Regions from separate parts of the Mus musculus genome. Here region 1 is linked to region 2. The links are chromatin contacts, called in public HiChIP or PLAC-seq maps. All regions are on one chromosome and are shown on one strand. Each heading gives the region's core, a stretch centred on a gene start, on an enhancer-like site or on the middle of the called end of the contact. The rest is flanking DNA. Distances are from core to core; before and after follow the strand shown. Region 1 overlaps Cept1 (choline/ethanolaminephosphotransferase 1). Region 2 holds the start of 2010016I18Rik (RIKEN cDNA 2010016I18 gene).

The links. HiChIP or PLAC-seq counts read pairs in DNA pulled down with a chosen protein or histone mark.
Region 1: a contact with region 2 is called in an H3K4me3 HiChIP or PLAC-seq map of intestinal villus epithelium, with 3 times the contacts expected there. The contact joins the enhancer-like site here to the promoter of 2010016I18Rik in region 2. A contact is called at or near these places in 2 of 39 promoter capture datasets (macrophages and neutrophils), 1 of 15 datasets of contacts at CTCF or cohesin (large pre-B cells), 7 of 484 Hi-C or Micro-C datasets (B cells, CD8 T cells, centrocytes and 3 more), 6 of 115 datasets of contacts at active chromatin or transcription factors (CD8 T cells, the SCID.adh cell line, bone marrow-derived macrophages and 3 more) and 2 of 9 other capture datasets (adipose tissue and pancreatic islet).

Annotation. Positions count from the first base shown.
Region 1 is chr3:106,526,861-106,529,560 of GRCm38.p6, forward strand. The region is part of intron 4 of Cept1 (choline/ethanolaminephosphotransferase 1); the gene reads right to left. Among named protein-coding and RNA genes, the nearest start is that of Dram2, 20 kb to the right of the region's middle. Within about 2 kb of position 1,366, at least 10 of the 459 cell types and tissues checked have an H3K27ac peak or open chromatin away from gene starts, as enhancers often do. A contact at or near this core is called in intestinal villus epithelium and liver, where this site is marked.
Region 2 is chr3:106,484,661-106,487,360 of GRCm38.p6, forward strand. 2010016I18Rik (RIKEN cDNA 2010016I18 gene) reads right to left here and starts at 1,253. Exons shown (of 2, transcript NR_033207.1): 1 at 1,144-1,253. It overlaps Dennd2d (DENN/MADD domain containing 2D), which reads left to right and starts at 1,380. Exons shown (of 12, transcript NM_028110.2): 1 at 1,380-1,660; 2 at 2,213-2,388. The coding sequence starts at 1,573.

The DNA of each region.
Region 1 (2,700 bases), core at 116-2,615, 42 kb after region 2:
CAGCTCATAAACTTGAGAAGTATGTACCCAAAGCATGTTTGTTTTCTCAAAATGCTAGATTTTAAATGGAAAGTATTTAGCCACAGAGAATTAAAATCTATTTTAAAAAATGATTTATTATATTTAGAGGCTAGAAGGTGTCAGATCCCATGGAGATGAAATAAAAGGTGGCTGTCAGCTGCCAGGCAGAAGTGCTGGGAACCAAAACTTGGTCCTCTGAAAGAACAGCAGACACTTGTAACCACTGAGCCATCTCTTTAGCCTTTATGAATTAAATGTTTTCTCTATTTGTTCAAGATACTATGAACTTAAAATAGGAACTAAAAATAATGAGACTAAGAAGAACAAAAATGTCTTTTTCTTAATTTTTTGTTCAGTTTTTTGAAAGAGTCTCCCTATGTAGCCCAGGCTAGCTCTGATCTTCCACTATTCTTCCCTCAGCTACTAAAGCTCTGGCATGCACCACCATGTCCATCTCCCCAAGCTTCTTATTTGGAAAACATTCTACTTTATAAAGTACTGAGAACATAAACATCTGAATTTATTACATGCAAAAGAGACATGTTAAGGATCCCTTTCACCCATTTATAAATGACACTAAAACAATTCAAATAAAAGTATTCAAAAGTAGTATTTCTCAAGTTAAGGTGGCTTTCATTTTCCCTAAGAAAAACTAGAAAGAAGCCATATATAAAAATGTCTTTAGTTAAACCAGAGCTGAGAATTGACCTTGTTCTTTGTTAGTCAAAAAGAATATTTTCTCTTTCATGTATACAAAACTGACTGAATTTAATCTATCCTATACTTAACTATATATGGTACTGAGAAAAACATGTGAACTCCAGTAGTACTGGGGAGGGGGGATTTATGTATTTTCTATCCTCTAGTATACTGTTCTGTTTTATTTTGCTCTGTTTTGATGAGTAGCTAGTTAGGTGTAAAGTACTAATGGCACTTTTCCATGCATATTGTCGTAGCTCAGTTTTACTTTAAAAAGGCATTTCATTGTTACTTCAAAATATACTTGTACAGTTTTTCTTATGGTATCTGATTTAAATTTAGGTGTTTGCTTTGGCCTTGATACTACAAGTTATTTTACTAAATTAATTATTAACAATGTTAGGGATTGAACCTGGGACTTCAGGTATACTAGACAAGCTTTCTACCACTCAGTTATATATATGCCTATCCTAGAATACTTACAGTCTTACATCTCAATCTATCTTGCTACACAAATCATTCTTATTTTCTCCGTTTCTTGGTAATTTCTAGTAATTTCTATGGCATGTGTAATTTGTGTGTGTTGTGTGTCCTTTGTCCTCTCCTCTATGTATTTTATGAGTAATGTGATAGAGATTGTAATGAAACATTAACTTATTTATCCTGCTACAATCTAGCCCTTACTTCACCACTACACAGAAACTACTATGGATCATTCATATTGCCAAATTCATAATACATTTTTCTACTCTCGTGAATCCTGGCAGCTCCAAACATCATTTGTTCTTAAAGTTCATGAATCTCCTGGCTTTTCATTCCAACAAGAAGCCTCCCATTTTGGTTGTTCAAAGAAGGTTATTCACAGCTTTCTTTCCAAGCCCACTTCCTAAGTTTTCTGCCATTCTTATGTCTGCCATCCCGTACAGACATTTTTTTCTGGATAGAATTTGCCACTTAAGTAGGTTTCTTCTCCTGAGGTGCCTTTCTACACTTTCCATAAAACCTCGCAATGAAGGGAAGTTGTGGAGACATCAGTGTAGTATCTGTACTTTTATTCATTCCATACACCTAGATAAATAGTGTCTAGCTCTGAACTCTTTGACCATCAACCCCTTTCCATACAAGAACATTGCTCCTGGGTTAATATAGGCTTTGCAGCACCTCAGGTTAATTGTACTGATGCTTACTGGGGGTCTTTTTGCTTTTGTTACAGTTAACCCTAGTTTACTCTCTGCCATGCTGCCAGATCTTTCTAAGGTATTTCTTGTCATTTCCTAGCTTTAGGTCTTACAAAAGTTCCTTGCAGATCAGGATAAAAACCAAATTTCTTGGCAAAGTAGAAAAAGCAAGATTTTCTGGGTCTTCATTAGTCTTATCTCTGCTATTCCCTTACAGTCATCTTATGATCTAACATGGGACTGCACAGTTTTCCAAGTAAGAACTTTATCACAGGCAGTTCTAAGACTGCAAGGTATAAAGCTGTGATATTAAACTGTTCCTAGGACTACTGCCCATTACTGGTTTTGTTGTTTGTTTACTACTTTCATGCTGAATTCCCTTTCTCTTTGGTTACCACACCATAGAGCTGGCACAGCATTTCTTGAAAGGGAAAGAGAAAACTGAACAGAGACTGGTTTGTAACTAAGTTGAAGTTACATCCAACACAGGTTCAGTACCCAAAATATACATACCCCCACTCTCACCCCCCCCCCACTGTCCAAAGGACAAAACAACACCCAAAACCCTGAGACCATAAGAAATGAACCATGAAGGATGTGAAATCTAGATAGAAAACATCATGGCATTTCTGAAAACCCAGTAGCACTTAAACTTAATACTGAATTATGAAAAAACAAATGATCTTAGAATTTTTAACATTTTGTGGTTTTACCTAAAGCACAAGATGACTGTGAAAATATTATAAGACAAAGGCTATGAAAACATTACTGAAAACAAACCTATAAACATTCAATCACTGCT
Region 2 (2,700 bases), core at 3-2,502:
ACCCACTACCTCTTCCTACCGGGAGATGTTTACTGTGTAATACACCAGAAGGCCTGAGCCTGGATTTGGAACTTTTTATGACGTTCACTTTGTACAGATCCTGTTCATTTTCAATTGCCTCCGAGTGACTTAATGCCTCGGTTTTCCTTTCTGTACTAGGCATGCTCTTGCTCCGTAAGGCAACCAGTAAAGATTATGCAACATGTCTATACAGGCTACAAGTAAGACACAAGTACTTTCTGTGGTGTCTTGCTTCCCCGTTCTCAAGATCCCAACTCTCATCATCTGTACTATGATTGCTGCTTCCGCCACAAGTCAATGTTGGGTTTCTGAGTCCTGCATTTTACCAGTGCCACAGTTTCAGTGCTCTTAGGAGTAGGGTGACAGCCTTCCTTCTTACCATAGCAACACACTCCCTCCCAGAGGGCTGCTAATTCTTTGCAGGAGTGGCAGACACAGGCACCAGATCCTTTTACTTCTTCCCTCCCCATTAAGTTACTTCTGGGCAAAGTCTCCTTCCTCTTATCCTGTACATTTCCTTATTCAGGACTTTCTGTTTAATAACCCAGGGTATCAGCGACTACTTTTCTCCTCTTCCTCAATCTCTAGACATAGTACTGGGCCTGCTGTTTAGCTTGTCCTGGCCCAACCAGAGGAAAGGCTGAGCAGGGGTAGGGGAGGGGTGAAGATGCTCTGTACCCCTACAGCTGCTGATGCAACTAGGCTCCTACTCTAAGCTGGGGACGATTTCCCGAGTCATTGCTTCCTTTTAGTAAAGATGGTGAGAGAAAGGATTCTTCCGGAACCCTGGAATAGTGAGAGAGATTTATGCCTTAGATCAGGAAAGATTGCCAGGGAGGAGTGGGTGAAGTAATCACCTTCACAGCTATTCTGTATATCTGGGCCTCTCAGAGGTGGGCCTCTCCTGTTACAAGTTATTAGTACATTTAGAGAATGAGTGGGCAAGTCTACTTATCTGAATCAGGGCAATCTGGCATCTTGGCTGCAAGAAGTGTTCAGTCCTGGGTTCCTGAAGATCCTTGATGTTTTAGATTCGCCAGTTGGCCTGGTGGGACTTTGCAGCTCCCGACGATTGCTTGAAAAGGTGATCGTGAGCAGTGGAGGATGAGGGATGTAAAATACCTGTGCTGTGCCCCACGAGGCACTGGAGTCCATAGTCTGATCTTCACAGGCATCCCTCGCTGCCTGGGTTTGTAAATAAACTCACCACATGGTCTGCAAGCACTGGAATTGAAAGCCCTTGGCCCAGAAGCAGCTGTGCCTTGAGATGTTTGCTCATGACCTTTTCTGTTACCACACCCTGGGGCTCTTGGGAGGAGCCAAGAGCTGAGTTGTAGTGCCAGGATGCTGCTTCTGTCAGTGCCCACACTAAGCTGCCTCGTGGGTCCTTTCACATCCTTCTTGCTCAATTACGGAGTACACAGGATGGAAACTGCTCTCTGCCTTTGGGAGACAGCGTGTGGCTCAGCTCAATAAAGTTGTGATTGGAGACCAAGGCAGAAGGCACTTTCTCAGGCTTTCTGTGGCCAGCCTGAAGGAGAAAGAACATCCATGCCCCCAAAGCTCAGAATGATGGAAGGACAAGGGGTAGGCCGAACCCTCAGGCTGCTCCGAAATCGCTTGCCACGACTTCGAGCAGGTCAGAACTGGATTGCCTACTTCCTTTTTCGGATGATCTTTTTATGGGCTGATTCCTGCTGTAGTGATCCTCTTTTTCCTTTATATGCTCAAACCCACATGGCCCCCATGTGGTCAAGCCAGGAGGATTGCCTTATCAGTTTGCAGAGCTAGTCCCGTCTGTTGCAGAGGTCTTGCTATAATTACCAAAAAATGCCCTATGGGTCTACTCTGATTATTTAGTGCAAATTTACTCAGGGCTCACAAAATACCCAGAACTGTTGCATCAGGCAGACTATACAGTGTCAGGCATCAGGCCTCCAAGAACCTCCACAGCATGGCATGGCTCCTCGGTTCTACATCAGTGTTTTCTTTTCTTCCTGTGTCACTCCACAGTTTCAAGTTTCCCAGGGCAGGTATGGAAATTGCCCCCTTGGCTCTGATCCTGCCTGGTGGTGCCTGGTCAGGCTTGGCACTGTAGCCTTGAGGCATGGTTGTTGCCCAGATTCTCGCTCGCACTACAGAATGGAGGAGTGGAAAGAATACTCAAGAGACCCTTGCATCTCCATTTTAGGACAATCCCAGAACAATCCTGGGGAAGCTGTCACAGAGCCAGAAAGGATCCAGGAGCATTCTCCATCTAGCTTTGCTGGAGGCCAGCACTTCTTTGAATACCTTCTTGTTGTTTCTTTAAAGAAAAAGCGTTTAGGGGATGACTATGAGCCCACGATCACTTACCAGTTTCCCAAGGTAAGGATGGAGGGAGAAGTGGGGCCTGAGGATGGAGGTGGGAGGACGAAGGTGTGTTTAAAAGGTAATAGAGGAGTTCTATGTCTTACCACGCTGCCTGGGCTCTAGCCCTGAGCTCACTGCTCTAGTTTCCTTTGTAGCCCAGCCCTAGTTTTCTGTAATCACCCAGAGAATCTAGGTCTGACTGCTTTGTGAAGGACTGACTGAAACTCTGGAGCAGGGAAACAATGCTCTTGCCCCTGTGGGAAACCTTCAGTTCTTCCAAATTCCACCTCAGTCACCTTTTCCTACAGGAAAACTCAGCTTCTGCTG